4 separate regions of the Mus musculus genome follow, and regions 1, 2 and 4 are each linked to region 3. Evidence: chromatin contacts called from public promoter capture Hi-C data. All regions are on one chromosome and are shown on one strand. The core of a region is the stretch at or near the end of the contact, and the rest is flanking DNA. Distances in the headings are between cores, read along the strand shown.

Region 1 (6,151 bases), core at 697-3,196, 830 kb before region 3:
AATTATGTATATGTGCATCTTGTGTGTGGGTGTTCCTGGAGGGGATGTCTGATGCCTTGGAGCTGGAGTTCCACGGTGGCCAGCTGCTCAATGAAGGTGCTGGAAACTGAACTTAAGTCCTGGATCCTCTGGAAGAACAACAAGCATCTTTAATGGCTCAGCTATCTTGCCAGCCTTTGTTTTTTGATTTTTAAGACAGAATTTCATTACATAGTCCAGCTAGCCTCAAACTCTCCATCTTTCTGCTTCAGGTCCCAGAATCCTGGTATTTATAGGCATGTGCCACCACATCCAGACAGCACCTATGGTTTCTGATAATAAAAGTACCATATGGAGAAAAAAAAAAAAAAAAGCTGGGCAGTGGTGGCGCATGCCTTTAGTCCCAGCACTTGGGAGGCAGAGGCAGGCAGATTTCTGAGTTCGAGGCCAGCCTGGTCTACAGAGTGAGTTCCAGGACAGCCAAGGCTACACAGAGAAACCCTGTCTTGAAAAACAAACAAACAAACAAACAAACACAAAAAAAAGTACCATATGTTGATTGTAGATGTGTGGGAAAATAAAGAAAAAATATATTTCCCTGTCATTTGCTTTTGGTTGAGACAGTACATTTTCCTTATCCACCTACTCTTCACCTTCCAAGTGTTGGGATTATAGGCTTGTACCATCACACCCAGCCAATTTTGCTCTCAGAAATAAATATTCTGCTTTCTGAAATACACTGTGCATATATCGCTATGTCATTAAATAATTGTCAAAATAATACTTTTATGAGTCAATAATATATGTGTGGAGGTTAGAGGGTAACTTGTGGAAGTTAGAACTCTCTTATCAACATGTGGGTTCGATGGATGAATTCAAGCATCAGGCTTGAGGGCAAATGCTCTACTGGCTGAGCCATCTTGATGTCTCTCACAGTCCTCCTGCAATTATATTTTAAAGCATTCTTTTGTTGCTGTTGCTAAAACTTATACTACTCACACATTTTTGGGGGGCAAACTAAAACAACAATAAAATTCCATTCCTAAAACTATAATGTTTTTTAAAAACTAAAAAAAAAAAAGCAAATTATATTATTCCTGAAGCAATTTTTATAAAACTATATGTACGGAAAAAAAAAAAAAAGTTCAGCAGGGCCAGATACTCCTCTGTCGAGGTTTTCACAATGTTGAACTGGTAAGGCAACCCTTCCCTTGGCTGCAATTCCATCATTGTTCCAGTGCCTGCTGGAAAAGCGGTTCCACAGGGCTATCTGGCTCCTCTTTTTGTAATGTACGCGGCTAAACACCCTAACATTTCCTGTACTACCTGCCTAAGTTTGCATAATACTTCCATATTTAATGTCACCCCATCTAACGTAGTGTAAGCAGGGCAGATGGGAATACTTTGTTCAAGATCATAAGGTTATCAAGGGTGTAAATAAGGATGTACAGCCCGGACATTCGGTCTCAAAAACCAAACACTTCCCAGCGTTGGGTCGCTTTTCTCCTTACTCCCCACCCTAGCGAGGAGGCTTCAGACAATTCTGCCCAGTAGATCCTTATCTAAGGAGCAGAAGCTCTCCCAAACCTCAAATGTCTTTGGCAACACTGCCACTTACCAGCTGGGGTCATTTCACTCCCGATGGCAGGGGGACACAGACTGCCCTAGACCAAGGGGATCCAGCGAGCGGGTTGCACGTTGGCTTCATGGCCAGCGGGGCTTATTGCCCATCCATTGGGACACTGCCGTGGCTACCGCTCTCTGGGGCGCCCGGGCGACACTACGGCGCTGGTGGGGGATGCGCCCTGGGCGAAGAAGAGAGGGCTTTCAATCTTAAGAACCCGCCGCGTGCGAACAGGGAACTTGAGGTTAAGGGTTGTCTGGAGATTTTCCAGGGACTTGACAGCCATGCCTGCGGAAGTCAGTCCTCCGCTATCCCAGAGTCCCCCGGTTCCCGGAAGTGCCCAGTTCTCCGGAAGTGCCAGGCTAGCCGAGTAAGTAGCGGCTCCCTCGAGCCCCGTACCTGGAGGCTTGCTCTTCTGGGGTCCTGGTGACAGACAGGTCGCGAGCAGGATTGGAGAGGGCGTCGGGGGCTGAGCGGCGGGATGATGGAGGAGGAGGAACTGGAGTTTGTGGAGGAGCTGGAGGCTGTGCTGCAGCTCACGCCAGAGGTGCAACTCGCCATCGAGCAGGTGAGCGCTCCACCCCCTCGGGAGGAAGCTGCGGTGGAAGGGGCAGCTCTAGGCCAGGGTCGAATCTCCCCTGCTAGGCTGGAAAGGTGGCGGTTCTTATGCTGAGCGGAAGTCTGGATGGTGGTAAAGGTGGGGATGGGTTTTTCAGCCTGGGGACCGAACACGTCTTCTCTAGGCTCTGTGTTTCCGAGGTTGTTACGCCCTGCTGAGTTTGGGCCGAGCTGTCCTCTTTGACAGGATAAACCTAGAGGGAGCCCCGTGACTAGAGAATTCGGATTATGGTTGATTTTAAGACTCTATTCATTTTCCAGCTAGTGCGGCTTCTTCCATTTCTCTGGTTAAACTCTTGGAGTGGTTTGGAATTGGCAGTGGGATACTTCCATTGCGGAAACGAATGACAGAATAGGGTTGTGGGGCGGCATACTGGAAAATGACCCTTGTGCTGGTGTGCGCGTGCGCGCGCACTTGACACTCGCTGGAGTCATCTGGGAAAAGGAAGCCTCAGTTGAGAATTGCTTCCATCAGATTGGCCCACGGGCAATCTGTGGGGGCATTTTCTTGGTTGATGCTGTAGAATGGCCCAGCCCACTGTGGGAGGTACCACCCCTGGGCAGCAGGTTCTGGATTGTATAGAAAAGCAAGCTGAGCAAGCCATGGAAAGCAAGCCAGTAAGTAACATTCCTTCGTGATTTCTGCTCCATTTCCTGGCTTGGCTTCACCTGATGACGACATACTATAACCTGTAATCCAAATAAATTATTTACTTTACAAGTTGTTTTTGGTCATGCTGTGTTATCACAGCAATGTAAAGCAAACTAAGACAAATCTGTACCATAACTAAAAGACTGAGGGCTAGTGAGATAGTTCAGTGGGTAAAGGCACTGTGCCACCAAGCCTGCTGACCTGAGTCTCTTCCCCAGGATCCTCAAAATAGAGGGAGAAAACTACTCCTGGACAAAACACACATACACATGCACACGTCTCCCCAACCTCTGGTCTACAAAGTGAGTTCCAGGACAGCCAGGGATACACAGAGAAACCTGTCTTGAAAAACAAAAAAATAAAGTATTAATGGTCCATATATGCTAATTATTAGTAGTAGAATTATTTTACTTGGGCTACCTTCCCAATAGCCATTAAATGAGACACACTCTTTCTTTCCTTTCTTTTTTATTAGTATTGGAGGTTGAACAAATCCTTGGCACATGAGATAAGTGTCTTACCACAAAGCAATATCCATAGCTCCTAATGTGCTTCTTCTTACACTATAACCCCATGTCAGTTCCCTTAAGGAAGATCTTTCTCCCTCTATCAACAAAACCTTACAAAAACCTACACAGTTACTTCTAATATTATGACCATACATCTTAATATAGTTGACAGGAGACTTTAGTCAACAAAAAACTTCTTGTTGGGAAGAGAAGACTCTTAGGGATATTCTTTTTTTTTTTTTTTTAAAGATTTATTTATTATATGTAAGTACACTGTAGCTGTCTTCAGACACTCCAGAAGAGGGCGTCAGATCATGTTACAGATGGTTGTGAGCCACCATGTGGTTGCTGGGATTTGAACTTCGGACCTTCGGAAGAGCAGTCGGGTGCTCTTACCCACTGAGCCATTTCACCAGCCCCCAGGGATATTCTTTAGTGTCACCCAAATTGCAAAAATTCTCAACTTTGGGCTGGAGAGATGGCTCAGCGGTTAAGAGCACTGACTGCTCTTCCAGAGGTCCTGAGTTCAATTCCCAGCAACCACATGGTGGCTCACAACCACCTGTAATGTGTAATGTGGTCTGATGCCTTCTTCTGGTGTGTGTGAAGAGAACTACAGTGTACTCATATACATAAAACAAATAAATCTTTTTAAAAAATTCTCAACCTTTTAAGATTTGTACTGTATTTTTGTGTATGTGACCTGTGCATGAGTCCCCTTGAAATCCCTTAAACTGCCCATGCAGTACAGTGTCTAGACATCTTTTGGTAAATCTAGAATTTTTCTGCCAACACTGAGGCCTGGCATTCTCTCTATAGGTGTCACCGGATGAAGTAGCTTAAGTCAAGGGCTGCGTTGTGTGAAATCTGTTAATGCCTGGGATTAGACCCAGGAACAGGAAGAGAAGAATGAAGAAACTGGGAGCAGTTAGGAAGTGAATAACCCACTTCCTCATACCAGCTCACAATGACAGGCCCTGTTCCCAGCACTCCCTCTGCAAAGGGCTTTTCATTAATTCTATAATTGCATGTATGTGTCACTTGTACGTGTGGTGTATTCTCACCTTAGGTGTGCAGCACAGAAGTGCAATGCTAAACTTTCAAAAGAAACGACTAAGCTCCACCTCTCACTGCCTTTGCCTCTGCTTGCCCTCCACATCCTAGAAGCTGTGACTCTTCTACCTTTCCTAGGAAGTCATTGGTTTGTCCGTGTTTATTCTTAAATAAAAAAAAAATTACTTATTTACTGTTTATGTGTGTATGTTTGGGCCTGAATGAGTTTATGTGCCCCATGTAAATTCAGGAGCCCTTCAAGGCCAGAAGATGCAGTCGATTCCCTGAAACTGGATTTGGAGGCAGTTGCAAGGAACCATATGGGTTCTAGAAACTGAACCCAAGTCTTCTTGTAAGAGCAGCCATTGCTTTTAACCCATCGCTCCAACTCCGGATTTTTAACTCTATATTCCACAGACTGAAGATTTGCTGAAGATTGCTTTACACGGTTATTATTTGTCTTACGCTAGTAAAAATCAGAACCCATAGGATCACTTTTCTTTATCTGTTTGGTTTGGTTTTATTATTACATTTGTATACTTGTGCACCAGTGTGCTTATGGAGATCAGAAGATAAACTGCAGAGTTAAGTCAATTCATGTGGGGCCTAGGGACTGAACTCAGGTCATCAAGCTTAGAGGAAATTACTTTACCTGCTGAGTCTAATTTTGCTAGTCTCTGTTGCACTCTACTACCATATTTTGGAAGCAGGGTCTCATGTAGGCCTTGCCCTCACAATGTAACTAAGATTGACCTTGAATTCTTGATCCTCCACAATCACTCTGGAACACATGTACACACACACCACCTCCCCAGTGCTAGGATTATAGGCATATACCGCCATGCTCCAGCATTTTGTAGCCCACCTTGTTACACAGTTTTCAAATTGTGACTTCTGTGAGGACTTGTGTGACTTTTGTGAGTTATATTTCTCAAGATAGTTTTCTTTTGTTAACTTGAATGTTAGTTCTCCATTTTTTTTTAATACTATCTGAAGCATAAAGATTCCTTCAAGGCAAGCCGAGGCTGTTGCTTAAGTGGTACAGGATTACCTAGCCATAGATGCGGCACAGGGTTTGAGCCCCAGCTCTACATAAAATACACACACGCACACATACATACATACTGTTTTTGTACATAGAGGTAATCAAGCTTTTCTCTTGTTTTTCACAGTGTTTGGATTGAACCTGAGGCCTCTGGGTAGACATCTTACCATTGAGTTGTTTCAGCAGCCCAGAGAAGGGCAATATAAGTCAGGCTTGCCTCAGGCTTGCTATGTAGCTGACAGTAATGACCTTGAATGCCTGATCCTCTTGCTAGACTGACAGGCTTTGGGATACCACATGTGACTATAGACAGACATACCTAGGAAAGTTATGGCTAGGTAAATGTTGCTTCAGTGCATGTGACTGCTGTCATTCAGGCGCCACAGACAGTAGTCTGTCGTCAGGCTTCTGAGTCCTCTCTTAGTAGGAGGTGCCCACACTGCAGTCTCTACTGTGCTGCCGTGTTTGCACTACAGGTGCTGAAAGGTAAGACTGATGTTAGTAGGTGTGTCTTGGATCCCATCCTAAAATCTCTCATATATATGCTGGGTTGTTTTTTGTTTTTGTTTTTTTTTTTTTTCCTGTCACAGTTTTGGACACCTGAAATCTTGAATCAAAAATATTAACAGGAGCCAGGCATTCTGGCATACCCCTGTAATCTAAGTACTTGG
Region 2 (6,569 bases), core at 3,357-5,856, 700 kb after region 3:
ACACGGTAGGTAGGCACTTAAACCTGAACCCTAATAGACAGCCCATGTTCCGCACGTTTGCAGTAGAGGACAAGGGAGTTAGAGAGCGAAGGCAAAGTGAACCCCAGGCTTTTTTCCTAAGCCTAGGAACCTGGACTCTGGTACAGTCAGATTTAAGACCATGCTCCCCAGGGGCTTCCTCTCCTCCACGACAGCCAATCCTGGCTTTCTTCTTTCCTCCATGGGGACCTGAAAGTCTCTCCAGCACAGGATTTGTGACAAGTGATTTATCTGGTTAGTCACTGGGACCACACAGCCCCACAGCCCACCTGGTACAGTGAGTAGCTGCGCTCTTCTTGGCTCTGAAGTCTCAGGACTGCCATGGCAGTAAGGCAGCCAGCTCCCCTGACCAGGCCCAGGCCCATTTCTGCCTCTGTCCCTTGTTCCAGTCTCTGCTTCTATCCTTGTGGTAATGCAGCTGGTCGGCTCAGGGCTGAAGCTCCAGCTGGCTTCAGGTTTCAGTGGGGCCAGGCCTGCCGGGGCAGCCCCGGGAAGGGCACATTCCCCCTGCCTCTCATTCTGTTCAAGGTCGGGCAGAAGGACAACTGAGGGCCAGGCGGCCCCACTGGCTTCAGGACCTTGGAAAGAACTACTACTAGTACTTAGGCCCACCTCCCCACATACCTCAGAAATGGAACCACTGCTAGCAAAGCCATTAGGGGAACATAGGAACCCAGCACTTGGGGTACCTGAGCCCCTGTGGACAGAAGGCATAGGGGGCAGGCTGGCAGGAGCAGAGCTCAGCAAGGGGGTCCTCTCCTCAGCTCCATCTACACCAGTGGTAGGCAGGACTGCTTCAGCCAGCTGCTGACAACAGCTGGCACAGACCCGGGCCCAGGCCATCAGATAGCCACCCCTGGTCCACCAGCTACCGACAGAGCACCCTGCTTTCCTCTTAGGTCAAAGGACTGGCTGGGGCCTCTGGCTCCTGTTGTCTCTTGCAGGTGACCTGGCAGCTGGCCTCTTCCTGAGAGTCACTGGTTCTAGTGAGAGGGGGATGGGCTCCCAATCTCCCAGAGGACAACTGCACCCAAGCCTCAGGACTTCAAGCTGCACCAAGAAGCTGGCAGACTACCTCTTCTCTTCCCAGCAGCCTGTGCGCCACCAGGAGAAAACCAAATGTCTCCCCTGGGGAAAAACAGAGCTGCCAGCAAGAGGCTGAAGGCCATCACACTGTGGAGAAGCAGCATGCCCAGCCTCGCCAGAGCGCATTCGCAGGGCCTCTGACTTGTTGCCAGGGCCCAGTGAGAATTGCTCTGGCATCCATACTAACCAGCATGGGGGTGGAAAGGGGGACAAGGCTCTCACTCCAGGGCCCTCCATTCCCAGGGACAGCTAAGCAGACCGTTGGCTTCTCTTCAGCCCTAACAGGTTCTGAGCCTCACACTATGACCTGAGGCAAGAAGGGTCAGATCCAGATAGAGCTCCATCCCTTTTAACCCCCTCTTCAAACACACCCTAATCCTGGGAGGGGAGCAGGCAGCCTGGTAACAATGCTAAAGGAGTCTCACTCAAGTTAACGTTAAGCCAGTGCTCACTTGAGGCCATCTCCCCAGAAGGACCATATTCAAATCAACTATCCCATCTCATTCAAGGAAACTAAAGCTCCACACAGCTTATAAGTGAGCTGTCCAAGGTCACAGAGGCAAAAGGCTGTGAAGCTAAGTCTAGGAAAAGGGATGTGTGTCGAAGTTCCAAACCCAACCTCTGCACGCTACTTTTAGAGTAAGGTCTATTGCCATTCTCCCCAAGAGACCAGGCTACAGCAGTGCCTTCCCCTGGAAGCCTAAGGACTCAGTCCAGGTGGTGCATGAGGCCATAGATGACCCAAGTCTCTACTCCCTTGCACTCAGATCCTAGAGGTCTTTGAAGACCTAGGTTTTAGGGAAGTGAAATAAAAAGGCAATCCTCTGCAGAATGGGACTAACTGCCTAAATGGCACTTAGTACACTGCTAACCTCCACCTACAGTCTCTAGGAGAGATCCGAGCGGAAAGACAACACACAGCCTTCCTAGGCCTAGACAGCACTCCCCTAGCCAGAGATGGTCACAGGCAGGAGTTACAAAGGGGTCTGAGTAACCACAAGTAGTCTCTGTATGCCACTCCAGTCTGACAGCATCTTCAGAGACTATGCCAGGGCCAGGCCACACCCTAGCTAAGGAATCAGCAGGTAGGGGCAGAACAGGAAGTCGAACTCCAAAAGATACACTGCCCCATCCTTGAACCCAGGGCTTCAAGACAAGAGGACAGAGGCAGAGAGACAGCTTATGGAAGATCCTGCTTGCCTCCTTCCTGTTTCCCCAGACCAGAAATAGGTCTTCAAGGTCCAAGTGTCTTCTCAGACACCACCCAAAAAGAGCTTTAAGATCCTGCTGGAGAGCTTATAAGCCCCTAAATTCTCCCCTCGTCTGCCAAGTCCCCTTCAGTTTCCACGCCCAACTCAGGGAGCCCTCCCCTGTACAGAAGGAACCTGACACACCACTGTGAACTTGAAAAACCTGCCTGTTCTCTTAACCCCTAAAAGTTACTTTATTCTTAAGGTAACTGTCCCTGGCCTGCCTCGATCGCCTCCTCAAAGGTACTGGAGAGCTCTAGAAAGAGGGGCTGTGGGTCAGGGGCTACACTTTGATACCCATGCAGAAACCTTACCATGGGATAGCAGATGGGTGGGGGAGGGCAGGGGGAGCAGGACAAACACGACACAGGCTCCATTTATGTCTTTCTTCTTTTGAACAGATCCAAGATGGCCGGATAGTCTGTTATCTATACCAGTTTTCTGGGACACAGAAGCCAAGATCCTACCAAGTAGAAAGTCCTGTGTGTCCCCAAGATGAAGAACTATGCTCTGACCCCAACCCAGCACCCCCTGACACACACACACACCCAAGAGTCCCTTAGCATATAGTTAAGGGAGCTTCATTCATCAAAAATCCTCCACTACCATTCCAGTTCCTAAATCCCCTGAATCACATACATAATAACCCAGCATGCCCACCTCAGCTTCCTCTAGGCTGGGCTGGGGTAGACTTGGCATGCTAGCCGTAAACTGGAAATCCAAATGCTTCCCTGGACAATGAAATCACTATGACCTTGGACAAGCTGCTTCATATCTCTTCAGATCTCTTTGATGGAGGGGAAACAGGCAGCTCTAACCTTCTCTTACCCAGCCTGCCCATGGATTCAGAGCCACGACATTTTTCAGCACTTCTTGTGCTTGGGTACAACTCAGGCCTTGTCTTGGGCAAGGTAAGTCCACTGTGATGGATAACAGTCTAGCAAGTGCTAGGCCCATTAGGGCCATCCTTACTCCCGTGTTAGCCTTAGTCTGCTCACCGGAGCTGGGAAGAATAAGGAGATGAGCTGAGGAAAAGAGAGATAAAGAGGGTCTGCACTCACTGGCATCCTGGGTAGAAAGGACCAGGCTGGCTCTGAGGAAAAGTGAGGAGGCCCTAGGAAGGGGTTTCCAGTTTCAAGGCTGGAGCCTGAGACTTGGTAAAAAACTAACAGAAAGGGCACAGGCTAAGTACAAGAGAAGTAGGCCCCACCCCTAGACAAGCCTCTGCCACTCCCAAAGCCACCACCACACAGCCCCCACGGGGGAGAGCTGGGCGCTCCACTCCACACTAATGACCTTTGCCTTAAAAAAACAGCAGCTCTAGTCTGACCCACTTTTCGCAATAAGGCAGGTTAATGATCAAGTTCAGGCACAAACACCTCCCCCTGACAAACAGCTAGGCTTTGCCCACACACAGGCAGGACCCCAAACCCCTGATCAAGTGGAGGCCAGTAACTAAAAGAATTGAGACCACAGCCTGATGACTTGGGGTTAAGCCCTTGTCTCTAAGAATGTACCAGAGACAACCCACCCCAATAACACACACACACACACACCCCAACTTGCGCTCTTCCCATAGTCCAAGTTTGGGCAGCTCCAAACTGAGCCTCACTCACAGTGCTGCAGCTCTGCCGCACAGGAACGTCTAGGACAAGAGAACCAGAAGGTGGCAGGGCCGCAAGTGTCACTGCCCCCAGCCCCAAGAGCTCCCCAAGCAGGGGCGCGGAGGGGGTGGGGCCGCCGATTCCATCGGTCTGCGGCGGCGGCGCACCCTGAAACCAAACCGCGTGTGCGCGCACGTGTCCCCGCGATCTTGCGCGAGTGTGTCCGCCGTGGATGCCCTTCCACGGTCCCCACGTGCGAAGTCCAGGCCGTAGCCGGGGGTGCCACTGAAGGTGACCTTCAGGGCGGGGGCGGCCCAGTGCACCGCCCACACTGACGCGGAGGGAAGACGGTTGTTCCCACCGAGTCCCGAGCCCTCCGGCCGGACTCGGCCCGGGCTCTAGCCCAGCTGTCCCTGCCCCCGGCCCACTCACTCACCAGCCGCGTTCGGCCGCCCCTTGCCGCCGGCCTGCGAGCCGTGCTCCCGGGCGCTGTCGGCCGGGGCGGCCGCCGGCAACTCGTCCGTCTTGATGACCATGGCGGGAGCAGGCGTCCGGCTCGCCTGTCCGCGCCGCACGCCGCGCCACTAACCCAAGTGCCCTGCGCGCCACGGCCGCTGCGGGAAGGACGGAGTCACCGGCCCACGTGGTGCGCGCTTTAGCCTTTGACCCCGCCGCCGCTCCCCTACCCCGCCCTCGCGCCCGGCCTGCCCACGGCAGACGACGAGGGACAAAACACCGAGCACTCCGTAGTCAGTTCACAGATTCAGTGACTCTTTCAAAGCCTTAAAGGCAACGCGTCCGGGCTCAAAGGGGAGAGGCCTCGGCCCCCTGGTGAGGCGGGGCTTCCGGGAGACGTTTCCTAGGTTCGCCGCCCGTTGGGCGGGCGCCGTGACCTTGGGTGGAGACTTGTCTAGGACTGCCTTCGCTCCCTATTCCCCCTCCCCCAATGACCCTCTGCTTCTTATTGAGCATCTGCCAAAAGACCGCGTCGTTCTAAAGCAGCTTTGTTATCACGACCCTCTGTATCCTCCTCACCGAGTGGGCTCTTTCCTACTGAAGGGAAGGGTCTAGAGTGTATTTGGATTATTGAGGAAGATCGCTTCTAGGCCTTTTGGCTAAGATCAAGTGTGGATTATTGAGGAAGGTGTGCAGGTTGCAAATATGCATAAAGTGTCAGAAACAGACTATGAAAACTTGGACTCAGCACCATGGGCTCCTCCCCTATCTGTGTAAAACACACACACACTCACTCACTTCCAGGCCACTATCTTGGTTTACAGTGAAGGACAATGAGGGCCAAAGTCACAGAACAAGTTCAGATTTAGACCAATAAATAGATCCTTACTATAGTTGTTATCTATTTTTCAGTTCTTTTGGTTGGGTGGGGAATAAGGAGTGAGGTCCATGATTGCTGGGGGAGGGGGGGTACTTTTCTTGTGTGTGCCCTACTGAGTATTAAATTCAGGACCTCTGGCATGGTAAAGGTGTCTACTGCTGAGAGACAACCCTAGTCTCAGGTGATATTGAAACCAGGTCTATCCAGACAGTTATGTTCAGGCAGAGAGGGGACAGGGTAAGCCTTCCATGCACAGGTGGAAAAGCCCTTTGTGAAACACTAAACACAGTCTTTACACTTGCTAGGATTTAATGGACCCTGGCAATCTGAGGCTGAGATGGGAGCGGTCTACATACACCCTTGTATACATTGCAAAGGAAAGTTAAATCTGCTTTCCTTTTAGAGATCTAGTGTGACCACAAGGGCCTGCAATCCCAGTTCTTGATAGGTAAAGGCTGGAGGACCTGAATTTGGAGACCAGCTTGGGCTACATAGTAACACACTGTCAGAATAGAATACATAGGAAGTTCAGTTTGCCCCTAGAGCACATGTGATGATGAGAACTGAAGCCAAAAGAAGAAGGAACCCTCCATTGAAGGGAGAGGGAGGAGAGAAATGTATGTGTCAGAAAGATCCTCTTGACTGTTATGTGAGGGCAAAGGAGAACTGAGCAGGACTAAGGAGAAGTGATTTCAGGCTATTGCACAAGGAAGTTGGAAGAATGACCAAGACCTTATTGCTGGGTGCACATAGAAATCAGGCAGCAGGAACCTGGCTCAGTGTTTCCATCCGTCATCCCAGCACTCAGAAGGCAAGGAGAGAATATAAAGGGTTTAAGGTTAGCCTGGGCTTCCTGGCTAGACCCAGTCTCAAGAAAACACACAACAAACAAACAGACAAACAAACAAACAAACAAAAGGCAGGCAAGCAAGGTGTGTGTGGACCTGACATCGAAGTGGACTGGAAGTCAGTCCCTAGGAACCCGTACCTGTCTCTTGTAGTGAACTTGAGCAAATCACTATCATCTTGCTGAATCTCAGGTGTTTTGCTGTGTGTAGATACATGTTTGTGTGTTCTTGCCTTTACTACATTTTTATTGTGTGTGTGTGTGTGTGTGTGTGTGTGTGTGTGTGTGTGTGTGTGAGTGAGTGCATGTCCTTCACCTCACCTTATTTCTTAAAGTAAGGTCTCTCTCACACTCTCACTGAACTTGGAGCTCAGCAGTTAGCTAAGCTGGCTGGCTAGCTAACAAAT
Region 3 (6,583 bases), core at 2,214-4,713:
CTACTCTCCAAAGCCGTCCTCTGACCACCATGTGTAAACTGCACATGTACATGCATGCACATGGTACACACACATACACAGAAGTAAAAAGAGATTTAAATTGAAAATCATTAAAAAGAAAAATCAGGGCTCAGCAAACTTTCCGTGTAGAAAACTAGAGTACTTAGGCTTTGAAAGCCAAGAAGTGGATATTAATTATAGTTATTCATTATAGCAGAGATTTCTAAAACCTTTTGACAAAACTAAAAAATATAACAGAGTGTATTTTTTTTGTAATGTAAGTTTACTAATGGCAGCAGTGGGATTAGTTTCTTTTTTAGATTATTGTTATTATTTTTATTAATTATTAGTGTTTTTGTGTTTATTCATATTCCACAGCATGTGTGTGGAATTGGATTTCTGCTTCCACCTTTGTGTGGGTCCTAGAGATTGAACTCAAGTCATCAAGCTTGCACAGTAGGTGGTCAGGCTTACACAGTAGGTGGTCAGGCTTGTATCTTTGGAAGGCAAGCATTTTACTTCCTGTGCCAGCTCACTGGCCTTCTTTGTTTAAAAAAAGAAAAAAAAAGTCCTTTTTTGTTTAATTAGGGTTCATGGCCAGTGCTCTTTATCTTAAAATCAACTGCAAACTTTTATCTGGTAAAAAGCCATCCTTAGCTGTGGTCCTAGGAGAAAAACATACAGTTGGATGGCTTTATCCTGCAGGCTTAGTTTGATCATCTCTCTTTGAAGATATAATCAGCTCACATCACACTCAAGCCTCTGCCAACGAGTTTTCTACTTCTGTTCAACAAACTACCCAAGCTGAGCAGCTCCAAACAACAGCCAGTTATGATCCTCACAGTCCGGTGGGTCAGAAGCCTAAGCGGGCGTGGCTACCTCGCTGCTATTGCCTGACCCTGCTCGGTGCATCCACATTCACATCCTTTCCTGGTGAGTGTGGTTCTTTGACTGGTTTTGTTCCAATTTTTAGTATATGTGCTGCTGAAACAATCTTTTTGCCTCTGCCTCCAGACTGCAGGGATTAATGTTCTTGACTGCCACAGAGCACTAATATTTACTGAACATGTGATCATGTGGTGCTCAGCACTCTTGCACCCAAGGCTCGGGGAACATGGAGGAAGAGGGGGTGGAAAGATTCCAAGAACCAGAGGAAGAAGAAAGTCAGAGGTGAGACTGCATCTCCTAGAAATGTCAGGGACATTTCTAGACCTCTGAAGTCTCAAGAACAAGGCCTGAAAGTCTTATTTATATAGGTTAACCTGAAAGGGGAAAAAATTCTTACAGGGGTCCAACGTTAGACAAAGAACTCTAAGCAACTAAGGAATGTTGGGGGGGGGGTAGTCTTCCCCAGGGAACACTCCTCTACCCTTCAAGCCCCACCCAAGCTGGTTATCCAAAACAAACTGGTCAGTCCTGAAGCCATATACGCACAAGTAACATCATATGGATGGGCAGATTGCATTTAGGAATACACACATACACACACACAACTTAAAAAGAGAGGCCATGAATTTAAGAGAGAGCAAAGCAAAGTGGGAAGGGGTACATGGGAAGGTTGGAGGCAGGAAGTAGGGAAATGATGTAATTATATTTTAATTTCAGATAATTAAAAATTAAAAAATAAGATTTGCTGAGTAAATGAGACTTCTACCTATGTATACATTTACTAGGTTGTGATATAAAATGTCTATCTCACCAGTGAATGCAGTCCATAGAATTTGAAAATTTCTGGGTCTCAACTAAACAATTGCTAGGGTTCTTTCTCACTATTAGTACTGAATGAGCTTCTATGGGCAGCTACACAACCTGCACCATATCCTTTGAGTGACAGCACTGGGACGACAGCAAGATACTAAATTACTTAAGTATAACACATACCAAAAGAGGAAAGCAGTTATGCCTACCCATTCTATAATCACAGACTAGGGAGAAACGTGAAAACCAACAGTAACTGCTAAATGCCCCATACTATAAAAAATATAAAGCTACTCTCTCCTATAAAAAAGAGATATTCAGACCAAATGACAAGGCAGAACATTTTCCAGACCAAAATTTCCCTGAAGTTTCCATTCACTTACTGAAGAAGGGAAGAAGAAGGAAGGAAGATGTCGCTCAAAGTCTCTGCTGTAGAAATTGTGTCCTGCACAGACTTCGGGAGTGAAGCCCACTTCTTAAGTAGGTAGGACTTCCATTCATCCACCGGTAGATCCATGCTGCCGCAGCTCTGTAAAGTCAGAACATGAAGATTCAGCTTTCTATTAATGCATAGTTCTAGAAAATCGAGATTTCATCCTACCAAGTGACACGCAACCAAAATCATTTCTTCTGGGGTTTTCTATAGCTGTTGATATGCTGAAGGAGAGTTAATCTGTGGTGTGGTACCAATTCACCCAGACATATTCTTTGGAACTGTTTGAGAAACTATAGTAGGTTGTGGTTGTACAAACAGAGATCAAAATACCAGTAGATGGCTACTATTCCAGTCTTTCTAGACCTGTTTACCTTAGTTGCCCAAAGTTTTCCAGACTTCTTACTCCAGCAACTATGAAGTTAAATATTTTCATTTCTTAGACGGCTCAGTTTTCTGTTTTGATCTCCAGGTCTTTCTTTCAGTTCATATAGCCTCTCTCCCTTTTTATTTTTATTACTTTTTTTTTTTGAGACCGGATCTTATGTTAGCCTGGCTGGCTTCGAACTCAGAGATCTGCCTGCTTTTACCTCGAATGCCACCACGCCTGGGTCCCAAATTTTGATTTTTCAGGGTCTCATTTAGTTCAGGTTGACCTCGAACTCAACGGTGTTAAGGGTGACCTTGAACTTTTGCTGCTTCTACATCCCAAAGGCTGGGATTACAAACAGATCAGAGCCAGCCAGCACGCCAGGCTCTCCAATACTTTTGCATAGGCCATTTGGGCTTTTAGGAACATCACTATCCTCACTGGAATCCACCTGACAAATTTCTACACACACTTTAACTCAGTTCAAACCGCATCGCCTCTCGAAAGCCTGATTGATTTTTGACCCCCACTCTGGAGCTCCACATGTGTGGCCCATATCGCGTCTACCATCCTTGAGGCTGGGTTCCTTGCGGCCACAACTCTCAGGTGGAACTCAAGAGGGCGGAGACTGAGTCTGATTTACCTTGTTTATCCCACAGTGCCAAGCTCTGGGCCTGGCACCGGCGCCGGGCACGCACTGCGTGAAGAAGTACCCAGGTCACTGCTTTGACTATATTTAGCAGCAGTTACCAGGGGAGAGCTCCGACTGTTCCCTGGGTTGCCATTCTGTCTGTCCGCCAAAGGACTGGGCGGGCAAAGTTCCGACAGCTGGCGGGGGAACAACTCAGTAGCACCGCGCTGACACAGGCGCACTGCGACCCAGCGCCCCGCCCTCACGTCCCGCCATCCCGCCACTAGGCCTCGAACCCGGCCTCGGAAGAGTCACGTGCTCTGCCTGCCGCGCGGTAGCCAATGCGGTGGCTATCGGCGTCTAGGCCCGCCCCTCGCACCGCGCTCACGCTGGGGGCGGATCGGCACGCACAGTTGCTCTAGCCAATCGTTGAGCAGCCCGCGGGACCCCGGCAGAGAAGCTCAGGCGGTGCAAGAGCGCGAGCGCGGGAGTTAGCGGTGCAGCCATGGTGGGACACCTGAGCGAGGGGGCCATCGAGGTAAGGAGACGACCCTGAGCGGGCTCGATGGCCCTAGCAGCGCGGCCTTGGAGCGGTGCAAAGAGGACCCGGGGAGGGAGCCGCTGTCGATCGGGAGAGCGTCAGGGAGGAAATTATACGGCCGCGGGGGAGCATCCCGGGGTCTCTAAGACCATCAGAGGATGCTGGAGGCAACCCGGTACTGGCAGAAGAACTCACGAGTTTTTTTAGTTTGTTTACATCTAAGAAAACAAGACAAATAAACATGCCGCTGTCTATCTTCGGCGGCCTCTGTTTCCTCCCTTTCTCCATCACCCCAAACTTTTTGGACTTGTTTTCGGCTGTTTTACTTCTTTTACATCCTCCTAACTCATTATTGCTACTAGACATCTCTCTGGTCACGAGAGAGAAAACGCTGACCGAAGTCACCAGTGGCTTCCCAGTAGCCAAATCAGAAGACATTTTAAAATTTTTCAGCCGACCTAATTGTTTGAGCTTGTTGGCTTCTTTCTGCTAACACTCCTCTCTTGCTAGTGTTCTGTGTTTCATGTTGACAACTTTTTCCTTATTTTACCGGCAAACCCCATAGATTTTTTTGTCGAGCCAAGGCCCTCTGCAGACTAGTTTATAGCCCTTCACCTGCATGTTATTAATTCTTTCCTGCTGAGCTTCCTTCGATCTGCCCTCTATCTTCAAAGTCATTTTCAATTGAACATATATCAGAGCAAATCCTTTATGTCCCTCTAAGTCTGAATTTTAAAAAAGAGTGTGTGTGCGCGTGCGCCAGTGTGTAGTATGTACACATATGTATGACATCTTGGGGATGGCGAATGTGCGTCGGATGCCAGAGGACAACTCTGGGACGTTGTTTCTCTTCCCACTCCGCTGTGGATTCTGTGGATTGAGCTCAGGTAGCTGGGCTTACACAGCAGGCACCTCTACCACAGAGCATCCTTTTGCCCGACTCTGGACACCTAGTCCATCACCAGTTGAAGTATATTTTAACTCCACACTTAACTTTTCCATCCCCACTGGAATAGTCTTTTTTTTTTTTAAAGATTTATTTATTGATTATATGTAAGTACACTGTAGCTGTCTTCATACACTCCAGAAGAGGGAGTCAGATCTTGTTACGGATGGTTGTGAGCCACCATGTGGTTGCTGGGATTTGAACTCCTGACCTTCGGAAGAGCAGTCGGGTGCTCTTACCCACTGAGCCATCTCACCAGCCCTGGAATAGTCTTTTGTTGGCTGAACTAGTCAATTTCAGTCAGCACACTCTTCTCACAGTCTCCTTGCCAGGCCTTGTTTGTTTTTTTCTTTTTAAATATATTTTTGCTCTAGAGGCCATTGATAGTTCCAGTTTCTTTTGCTACCACAGTGTTCCTGTTCAGCTCAGTTGTTACTGAGTTGGTTGGCAAAGTAACTAGCCCAAATCCATGCATTTGGAGACTCCAACTCCTTTTTGTTCACTTATGTATGGCTTTGGGCAACATTCCAAACTCTTTCCCTTGTTTGTAAAAATGAGGCTGAAGCCGAGCAAGGGGCTAGTTGGAGGACTGAGTTTCTAGATTTAGTGTTTAGCTTCTGCTAGTACAGCTAGCAATCATCACAGGTGTACATGTTTATTTGGTAAATATTAGCTACTTTGTATTTCATTCAGGAGATTGTAGAGACTGTAGCCTGCAGCTACTTTCAGTCCCCCTTTAGGGTGATATCCCAGTATCTGGCAAGTTTTAGTCCCTAGATAATGTTTGCTAGTTGTGTGAATGACTAAAATCATGAAAAGCCTGGGACAGACATCTAAGCAGCTTAGAAGAAAAGAAGAGGGGAAACAGTTGTCAGAATGGAGGTATTTGAATACGTTAGGGCTGTAGAAATGTTGAACTGGAATGTGAAGCTTGGATTGTTCTGAATTTTAAGAGGCTGCCACCTTGGACCCTTAAGGCAATTGCAAATAATTCTTTACTTTTATAACGAACGTTTATAAGGTTGTTTGAATAATTTGCTGAGTTTTCTTTAAATAAAAATATTTTAGAAAGCTATTTCCAATATTGAAGTATTACTTAGACTTCATTCATAGATAAATTTGCAGTTTTTTTTCTTTCTTTACATGTTTTGTTCATAAATAAAATAGTGTTTTGTTTTAAAGACTATCCCTACTATCCTAGAACTTGCTATGTAGACCAGGCCGGCCTTGAACTCAAGCCCACGTACTGGGGCTAAAGATGTTCCACCATGCCAGGATCCGTAGTGTTGTGTTTTGTTTTGTTTGTGTTGATGGTGATGGAGTGTAGAGACCATTGGTTGCCTGATGATTAGCGAACAAAAGTGTCAGCACAAAAGCTTCAGGCCCCAGTGGTTAAGCAAACAGTGGAAAATGGAAGCACTAGGGCCCAAAGTTATAAAATGTAACTGTAGTGATAAGTAGAAGTACAAGGCTCTATTTACTCAGACCAGGCTGGCCTCCAACTCAGAGATCCACCTGCCTCTGCCTCCCAAGTGCTGGGATTAAAGGCATGCACCACCACCCAGCTTCTAGTATACATTAAAAGACTCATTTACTTATGTATTTTATGCATATGGATGTTTTGTCTACATGTAACCTGCATGCCTGAAGAGGGTGTTAGATTGCGTTGATATAGACAGTTGTGAGCCACCATTTGAGTGCTGGGAATTGAACCCAGGACCTCTGGGAAGAGCAGCCAATGCTTTTAATCCATCTCTCCAGCCCAATTTAAAGTCCTTTTTTTTTTTTTTTTTTGAGACAGGGTTTCTCTGTATAGCCCTGGCTGTCCTGGAACTCACTCTGTAGACCAGGCTGCCTTCGAATTCAGAAATCTGCCTGCCTCTGCCTCCTGAGTGCTGGGGTTAAAGGCGTGTGCCACCTTGCCTGGTATTTTATTTCATTTTTTTAATTATTATTTTATGTAC
Region 4 (6,641 bases), core at 549-3,048, 680 kb before region 3:
GTGTGGCCTCAGAATGGTGCTCAGAGGGTGGCAGTGTAGCTCTGGAGTCAGCAAGTCCCAAAGTAGGCACCTCCCAAACTGCCCCCACAACAATCCGCACTGAGATGGGGCGTGGTCCTCCTGGCCCAGCTTCTGAGCTTTCTCTGTCCCGACCTCCAGCTCTTCTGGCCTGGTGAAGCAGGAGGTTACCATCTCCTTGGAGCAACTGCTACCTTCCTGGTCATCTCTCCCAGTCTGACCAGTCCACTTTTCACACCCTCAGAAAGCACAGAGGTTTCTCCTCTGATGTGGGGGTCCAGTTCTGCAAGGTGTACAGATATTGAGGTCAACAGGGGTAGGGAAGTGTGACACCTCAGATTGTCCTTGCATTAGACACTTGTCCAGTACTGTACACTGTAGATTTTTGTAACCTATTCCCACCACCCCTGAATGAATGAACAACCTCCCAGTCCAGCCCCCTACAGGATGTATCCTCTGTAGAAGGAATGACCCTGGCTTTCTGTTCCTAGCAAGCTGCCTTCTATCCATCACATGATTAAAGGCAAGCCCTTCTCTCTCCGTATCAAAAATGATGGGTAGAGAGAAAGGAGGACTGAACTTTGCTGGTAGATCTAGTCACTCTGAACATATATATATATATATATATATATATATATATATATATATATATATATTTTAACAAATCTGCCCCAAGCAGGACAGATGTTCTTTGTTCTTGCAAAGATGTGGATTGGACCACGAAGGTGATCCAGGGAAGACTTCTGGTGGAGCACGTGGCACTTGGTGTTGACCCCGGGACATCTCCATGAGAGGAAAGAAAGAAAGAAAGAAAGAAAGAAAGAAAGAAAGAAAGAAAGGAAGGAAGGGGAAGGGGAAGGGGAAGGGGAAGGGGAAGGGGAAGGGGAAGGGGAAGGGGAAGGGGAAGGGGAAGGGGAAGGAAAGGAAAGGAAAGGAAAGGAAAGAAGAAAAGACAATGATTTTAGGCACACCCCAACTCAATTACTTCCCACTGAAGAAGAGCTTCTCTGTCAAACCTATCAGGAAGGACCACAGTCTGTTTGCTGTTGAGTTTAGGTTTTGTTTTGTTTGTAGAAGAGATTCCCTCTGATAGGACAGAGGGAGAAAGTTCCTGTGAGTGAATAGACTGTGGCCTCCATAAGGGGAATCTTGACTCCCTAAGAGAGCTGCTCTGTTTGCTGGTCTCTTTGGGAGATCCAAGCCTGTGACACCCTCAGAACTTCCCTGCCTGGACTGGCCACAGCCTGTTCAGCTGTGCCCGGGACCAGGGAGTGATCGACGCCCCCGGGAGTCCGGAGGAGTAGGCCCTCTCTCCTCCGGGGCAGACGTGAGAGCCAGAGCAGGCCCTGCTGAGCCAACAGGCCGCTGGAGCCATACGAAGCGCATTAAGTATTAATAATTTCCAGTTGTTTGCTCGTCCTCTCTCCCCACGCCCCCCCCCCCCCCCCCGCCCCCGGCCTCTGCAGACTGGGACTCCTTGGCTCTGGGCTGCCAGATCTAGAGATATTAGCACCTCTCGGGGGCCGGGGGACAGTGCATGGAGCAAGGATCGCCGTGGACCATAGGGACAGGGTGCGGGGCCGGACGAAGCCTCGCAGCTTTGCCAGTCGCGGCATGCCGGGGAGGTGGGAGGGGAGGCCCGTCGCGGGAAGATCGGCGCTCGGACGAGCTGGGCGGCGCGCGGCGGGAGCGCAGCGGCCCCTGGCGCTTGGCCTCTCGGCGGTCACCGCGGCTGGGCCAGCCCTCGGGGCGGGGCGGAGGGCGGGGCCTCGAACGAGCGCGGCCGCTGGCGACACCCGGACAACGCGCCGGCGGCGGGGCAAGGAGGGCAGCCCGGAGGGCAGCGGCCCCGGCCCGCGTGTGCGGCCCTCTCTTGCACTCCAACACCGCGGCGGCTGTGCCCGGTCCCGCCACACGTGCAGCTATGGTGGGCCGGCTGAGCCTGCAGGATGTCCCTGAACTCGTGGACACGAAGAAAAAAGGCGACGGCGTCCTGGACAGCCCGGACTCGGGGCTGCCCCCAAGCCCTAGCCCCAGCCACTGGGGGCTCGCAGCGACGGCGGGCGGCGGTGGGGAGCGCGCTCCGGTCGCAGGGACGCTGGAGCCCGATGCGGCGGTGACCCCTATAGTCCCGGTGAGTTGCCTCCCGCGCGGACTTCTCCCAGTCCCGGCCCACCCGCAGCCCTCCCCGGGGAGTCTCCAGCTTTCGCAGTCGGTGCGGCCACCCGCCCGTCGAGACGGCGTGGCCATCGCCGGGAGCCGGGGCGGGAGCGTAGCGAGAGAGCCTGGCCAGCTGGAGCCAGTGGCTGGAAAATTGTCATCGCCTGGGAGGCGCGGGAGCCCCGGGAGAGGCAAGCCGCGGTCTCCTCCCTTCGAGGTGGCGGCCCCCGAGGCTGCCAGGCTGCGGCTCGACCACATTCCTGCTGGGGCGGGCTGGGTGGGGCTCCCGGGACACGGACAGGGATCCCGGGCCCTCCCCACCCGGGGGGCCCACGCCCCGCGGCTTTGCTCCCAAAGCGGCCTCCCTCTGCCGGGACCTGGGAGAGGGGTGTGCTCTGGGCTCCTGGCGCAAGGCGGACCACAGCCTTTGGGGTTAGTCACACACAAGAGTCTTCAGGGTCTGGTAGGTCTTTTTTTCCCAGCCAGTGTTCTGCACTTAATGAGATCAGCGTCCTCCAGGTGGCCAGGGCTTTGAAAGTATTAATCCTTTTCCTTCTTTTCCTTTAAACTCTTTGCAAGAAAAACTCCCAAGTCTGTTTTGTCTTGGGATCTGTTCAGGTGATGATATTCAGAGCACAGCTCAAGAAAGGCCACATCCTGTCTACAGTAGAAGCTCAAAGTAAGACTGAAGGAGAGCTGTGACTGTGCCTCCCATGGGGAGGTCAGCGGCAAGTGTTATGCTTAAGGACCAAAATGGAGCTTTGCTGGTGTGGGGCCTTCTTGACCTACTGACCCTGTCCCAGCAAAAACCAGCACCTTTTATTTCCACTCCAAGGTGAAACTTGCTTCAGCTTGGTCTTTCAGTCTCTCTCATCTTTCCTGCTCTGACCACCGATCAGACACTCACTGGTGCCTCTGACATGGATTCCTGCACCTGACATGAACCTTGACCCTCTCACCTTTCCCATTCAAGTCCTGGTGGCCCTTCCTCACTATGTGGCCTCCTGGGGGAGCTTTCTCAGGCTTCTTCCAGAACCTGTGGCTTGGTGTCCAGGCTCAGTGTCTCTGTGTGGGTCTATCTTATCACTGCTGCTGACCCAATAGCGCACTGACTCTCTCCCACCCCTGGATACCCAGGGAATGTCTGTCTGGGGAGCAGGGATGGGGATACAAAGGAGGCAGGACAGGAGAAACCAGTATGGACACCTAGAAGAAAGATGTCTTGGAATTGTAGGAGAGCTCTGTGGCCTCACCTCATGCACACCCTCTGTCCACTTCCTTTAGCTTGAACTATATATCCCCTCCCCCACTGGTCTCAGTAAACTCCATCCTAGCCCTGGAATGGTACCCCAGCTCCCCAACATGCTTTTGGCTTTTGCATCTTCTGCTGGTAACACAGTAAAGATCCCTGAGCCAACCTCTTAGAAACACTTGCCTCCTTCTCTGTCCTAGGGGTGGGACTGCCTCTTCTACATCCTGGCACAAATGGAGTTCTTGCTCTTAAATTAAGCAAAGAAAATGACAGCTCTCGGAGAACCAGAGAGTACAAAGGGCTGCTAGGTCCTTCCACACTGTGTTTATCTCTGCACTGGAGCACAGAGGGGGACCAGAGAGGGTCACCTGAATTTGCCTGAATTTGTCAAAGCTGTATTCCACACACTAAGCTTTCTGGTTAGTGGAGGCCTGACCCAGAGCGAAGGCATCTCTGGCCTCCACTGTTAACAGTTGTGGGGACCCTCTGGCATGGATGGCGGCCGCTATATCAACCCCAGAGGCAAAGGAGATGGGGAAGCAGAGGTGGATCTTTACCTTAAAAACAAAACTCCTGGAAGCTTTGTCTCTTGGCATTAGGATTTAGCCTTTCTCTAACTATTGCTGGGACAACTGCGTGGGGGGAGGGGCTCTGCATAATTGAGGGTTCTGAAGAGTTAAGTCTGAGTTGTGGGGCTTTCTTGCCACAGGGCCCTCCCGTCAGTCCTGATGTGGACATAGTGTGTTCATCAGGTCAGCTTCCTCTTCTGCCTTTCTCAAACCTTCGGTGATGGGAAGGGGGGCACCCCTCCCCTCCCCCCAGCACACAGATAAGGACATAGGACGTGTGACACAGCTCTACAGAGGGCACAAAGCCCATTTAGGATGGACAGTGCCTACTGTGCACATGCGTGCATGTCACTGAGAAGTAGGGAGGGGCACTAGACTGATCTGGGATTTGAACCCTGACCTTCGGTGCCCTGTCTAATGCTCTTCTCATGCCATGGGCCAGCCCTGTCCTTTGTAGGGCCAGACTGTGGTCACCACAAGGCGGGTCACTCATAGCTTTATCCCTTCTCTCCTCTCCCGGAAGAACCCAGCATCTCTGACCCACTCGCTAGCTGCCATCTGCTCACCGAGACTCTGTCCCCTGTCCTTCGGCGAAGGAGTTGAGTTTGACCCCTTGCCACCAAAGGAAATAAAGTGAGTATACTGACCCTATTCTTAAAATATTAAAAAAAAAACCCAAGTATAATCGCTTATTGTTTTTGAAAAGGTTAATTATGAAAATGCACAGAAAACCATTAATAGTTTGACTTATTTTCTTATGCTCTAACTAGTTAAATATATAGGGACTCCATTATATAGCCATTTAAAGTTTGGGATGAAATCTTGCTGTGTCTCGTTAGCTGGCCTCGCATTCACTGTGTACCTCAGGCTGACTTCGAGCTTAGGCTACTTCTGTCTCAGCCTCCTGAGCGTGTACAGCATTACACCTAATGTGGACACTCTTTTTAAGTGGGATTTTGTGATAAAGTTCTGCCATGTTCTTTGTGTGTGTCATATACCATGCCATGGGGAGCCAAAGAGTCTGTCTGTTGAATTTATTAATTCTTCTTTCTAGAAGCCACGCATCCCTCTACCCCCAGCCCCAGTCAAGGTGCTATGACCTGTCTCACGTTATGTCACTGGGCAAGTCCTCTGGGAATGATCTCAACCAGGATTATCAGGGCAAATTGCTGTGGAGACGTTCCCGCAAAGAGCTGTCTTTTTAGGGAAAGGAATTTTACTTTTGGTGACTGGGGATTTTGTAGCTGCAGTTTCAGTTGCTTGAGCACAAAGGAGCCTTTGATAAGGAACAGAGGGAGGCTCACCCATTTAGAGGTGAGCAGGTTAGGCTTTTATTCCCCTGGAGCTTGTATTTCTGACAAAACTGGGACATGACTTTGTGACATTAGCTCCCATCAGAGTCTTGTGACTCTGGGGAGAAAGACACAAAGCTGGTTCACACTCACGCAACGCTTGTCGAGATGCTGATATCTGTGAAGCTGCAATACGAATGCGCCCAAGTCGTCACTGCGCTGCTTTCAGAACATATGAACCCCCTCAGCCATGAATGGTGTGTATACCTACAGTCCCAGCCAGCCCTCAGGAGGCTGAGGCTGGAGCATGGGGGACTCCAGCCTAGGTTGCTCTACTTTGCAAAACCTTGCTCCAAAATAATAAGATGATGACGGTGATGATGCAGCAACTAAGGGATGCAAATGGCACTGGGGTTGTAGCTGGCTTTCAGTGATTGGCTCAGGTCTCAGGGTCTCCCAAAGTTGGGAGGTTCCCAAACCATAGTTGAAGTGGGCCAAGCACTGAGATCATGGCTATAGCCAACCTTCTAGAAGCAGCACTTAGCACTTCTGGAATTCTTTCTCCTCTCATTCAAGAGCTGGCTGGTTATGGAGCGGAGCTGGTGGAGAAGCTCCTTAGCCCCACACAGCAGCCAACTCCACTGCGTTCCGTGACACAGTTCTACTTAGGAGGGTGTATTCAGAGAACAGGGATGTCACCACAGAGTGTCTCTGCTGGGTTTCTGTGGCTGAATATGCACCACGACCAAAAGCAATTTGTGGGGAGAGAGTTTATTCCAACTCACATCGTGAAGGGAAGTCAAGGCAGGAGAGCAACCTAGAGGTAGGGACCATGGAGGACTGCTGCTTACTGGCTTGCCCCTCTGTGCTTGCTCACTTGCTTTCTATACACCCTGGGACCAAATAAGGATGGCACTACCCACAGTGGGCTGTACCCTTCCACATCAATCACCAACCAAGACAAGGCTCCACGTTTGCCTATAAACTAAACTGATGGGGTGGGTCATTTTCTCAGTTGAGTTCCTTCTTCTCAGATGACTCTAGCTTGTATCAAGTCATCAAAAAAGTTAAAATGTTACCAACCCACTTGAATATGTTAACATGCAATTGTGCCTATTAAGAAGCTGCAAAGTCACTGGATAATGTCATCTTATGGGACCACTGTCATACATGTAGCCAGTCATTGACCGAAATATCTTTGTGCTGTGTGTGATTTAATTACCCCAACAGCTCCAGCTGCAAGTAGACATTTCACCCTTTGTTTTCAGGAACCTTTTATTGAAGTGTAGGCAAGTTAAGTCGTTAGACTAAAGGCTTCCAGCTAAGGTAAACTGGGATGGAATTCAGTTG

What was found. Promoter capture Hi-C pulls out the DNA fragments that hold promoters and counts their contacts. Capture Hi-C pulls out chosen DNA fragments and counts their contacts.
Region 1: a contact with region 3 is called in a promoter capture Hi-C map of liver. The contact joins the promoter of Vps53 here to the promoter of Smyd4 in region 3. A contact is called at or near these places in 1 of 39 promoter capture datasets (pre-B cells) and 1 of 9 other capture datasets (liver).
Region 2: a contact with region 3 is called in a promoter capture Hi-C map of neural stem cells. The contact joins the promoter of Cluh here to the promoter of Smyd4 in region 3. A contact is called at or near these places in 3 of 39 promoter capture datasets (liver, neural stem cells and pre-B cells).
Region 4: a contact with region 3 is called in a promoter capture Hi-C map of liver, with 2.6 times the contacts expected there. The contact joins the promoter of Rflnb here to the promoter of Smyd4 in region 3. A contact is called at or near these places in 3 of 39 promoter capture datasets (liver and pre-B cells).

The regions. Positions count from the first base shown.
Region 1 is chr11:76,175,433-76,181,583 of GRCm38.p6, reverse strand. Vps53 (VPS53 GARP complex subunit) reads left to right here and starts at 1,946. Exons shown (of 22, transcript NM_026664.4): 1 at 1,946-2,171. The coding sequence starts at 2,085. It also overlaps a transcript of Tlcd3a not described here.
Region 2 is chr11:74,647,541-74,654,109 of GRCm38.p6, reverse strand. Cluh (clustered mitochondria (cluA/CLU1) homolog) reads right to left here and starts at 4,606. Exons shown (of 26, transcript NM_001081158.3): 1 at 4,416-4,606. The coding sequence starts at 4,515.
Region 3 is chr11:75,345,313-75,351,895 of GRCm38.p6, reverse strand. It overlaps Smyd4 (SET and MYND domain containing 4), which reads right to left and starts at 3,463. Exons shown (of 11, transcript NM_001102611.1): 1 at 3,145-3,463; 2 at 2,082-2,227. The coding sequence starts at 2,215. It overlaps Rpa1 (replication protein A1), which reads left to right and starts at 3,513. Exons shown (of 17, transcript NM_026653.2): 1 at 3,513-3,670. The coding sequence starts at 3,638.
Region 4 is chr11:76,022,939-76,029,579 of GRCm38.p6, reverse strand. Rflnb (refilin B) reads left to right here and starts at 1,798. Exons shown (of 3, transcript NM_029658.1): 1 at 1,798-2,152; 2 at 4,523-4,632. The coding sequence starts at 1,943.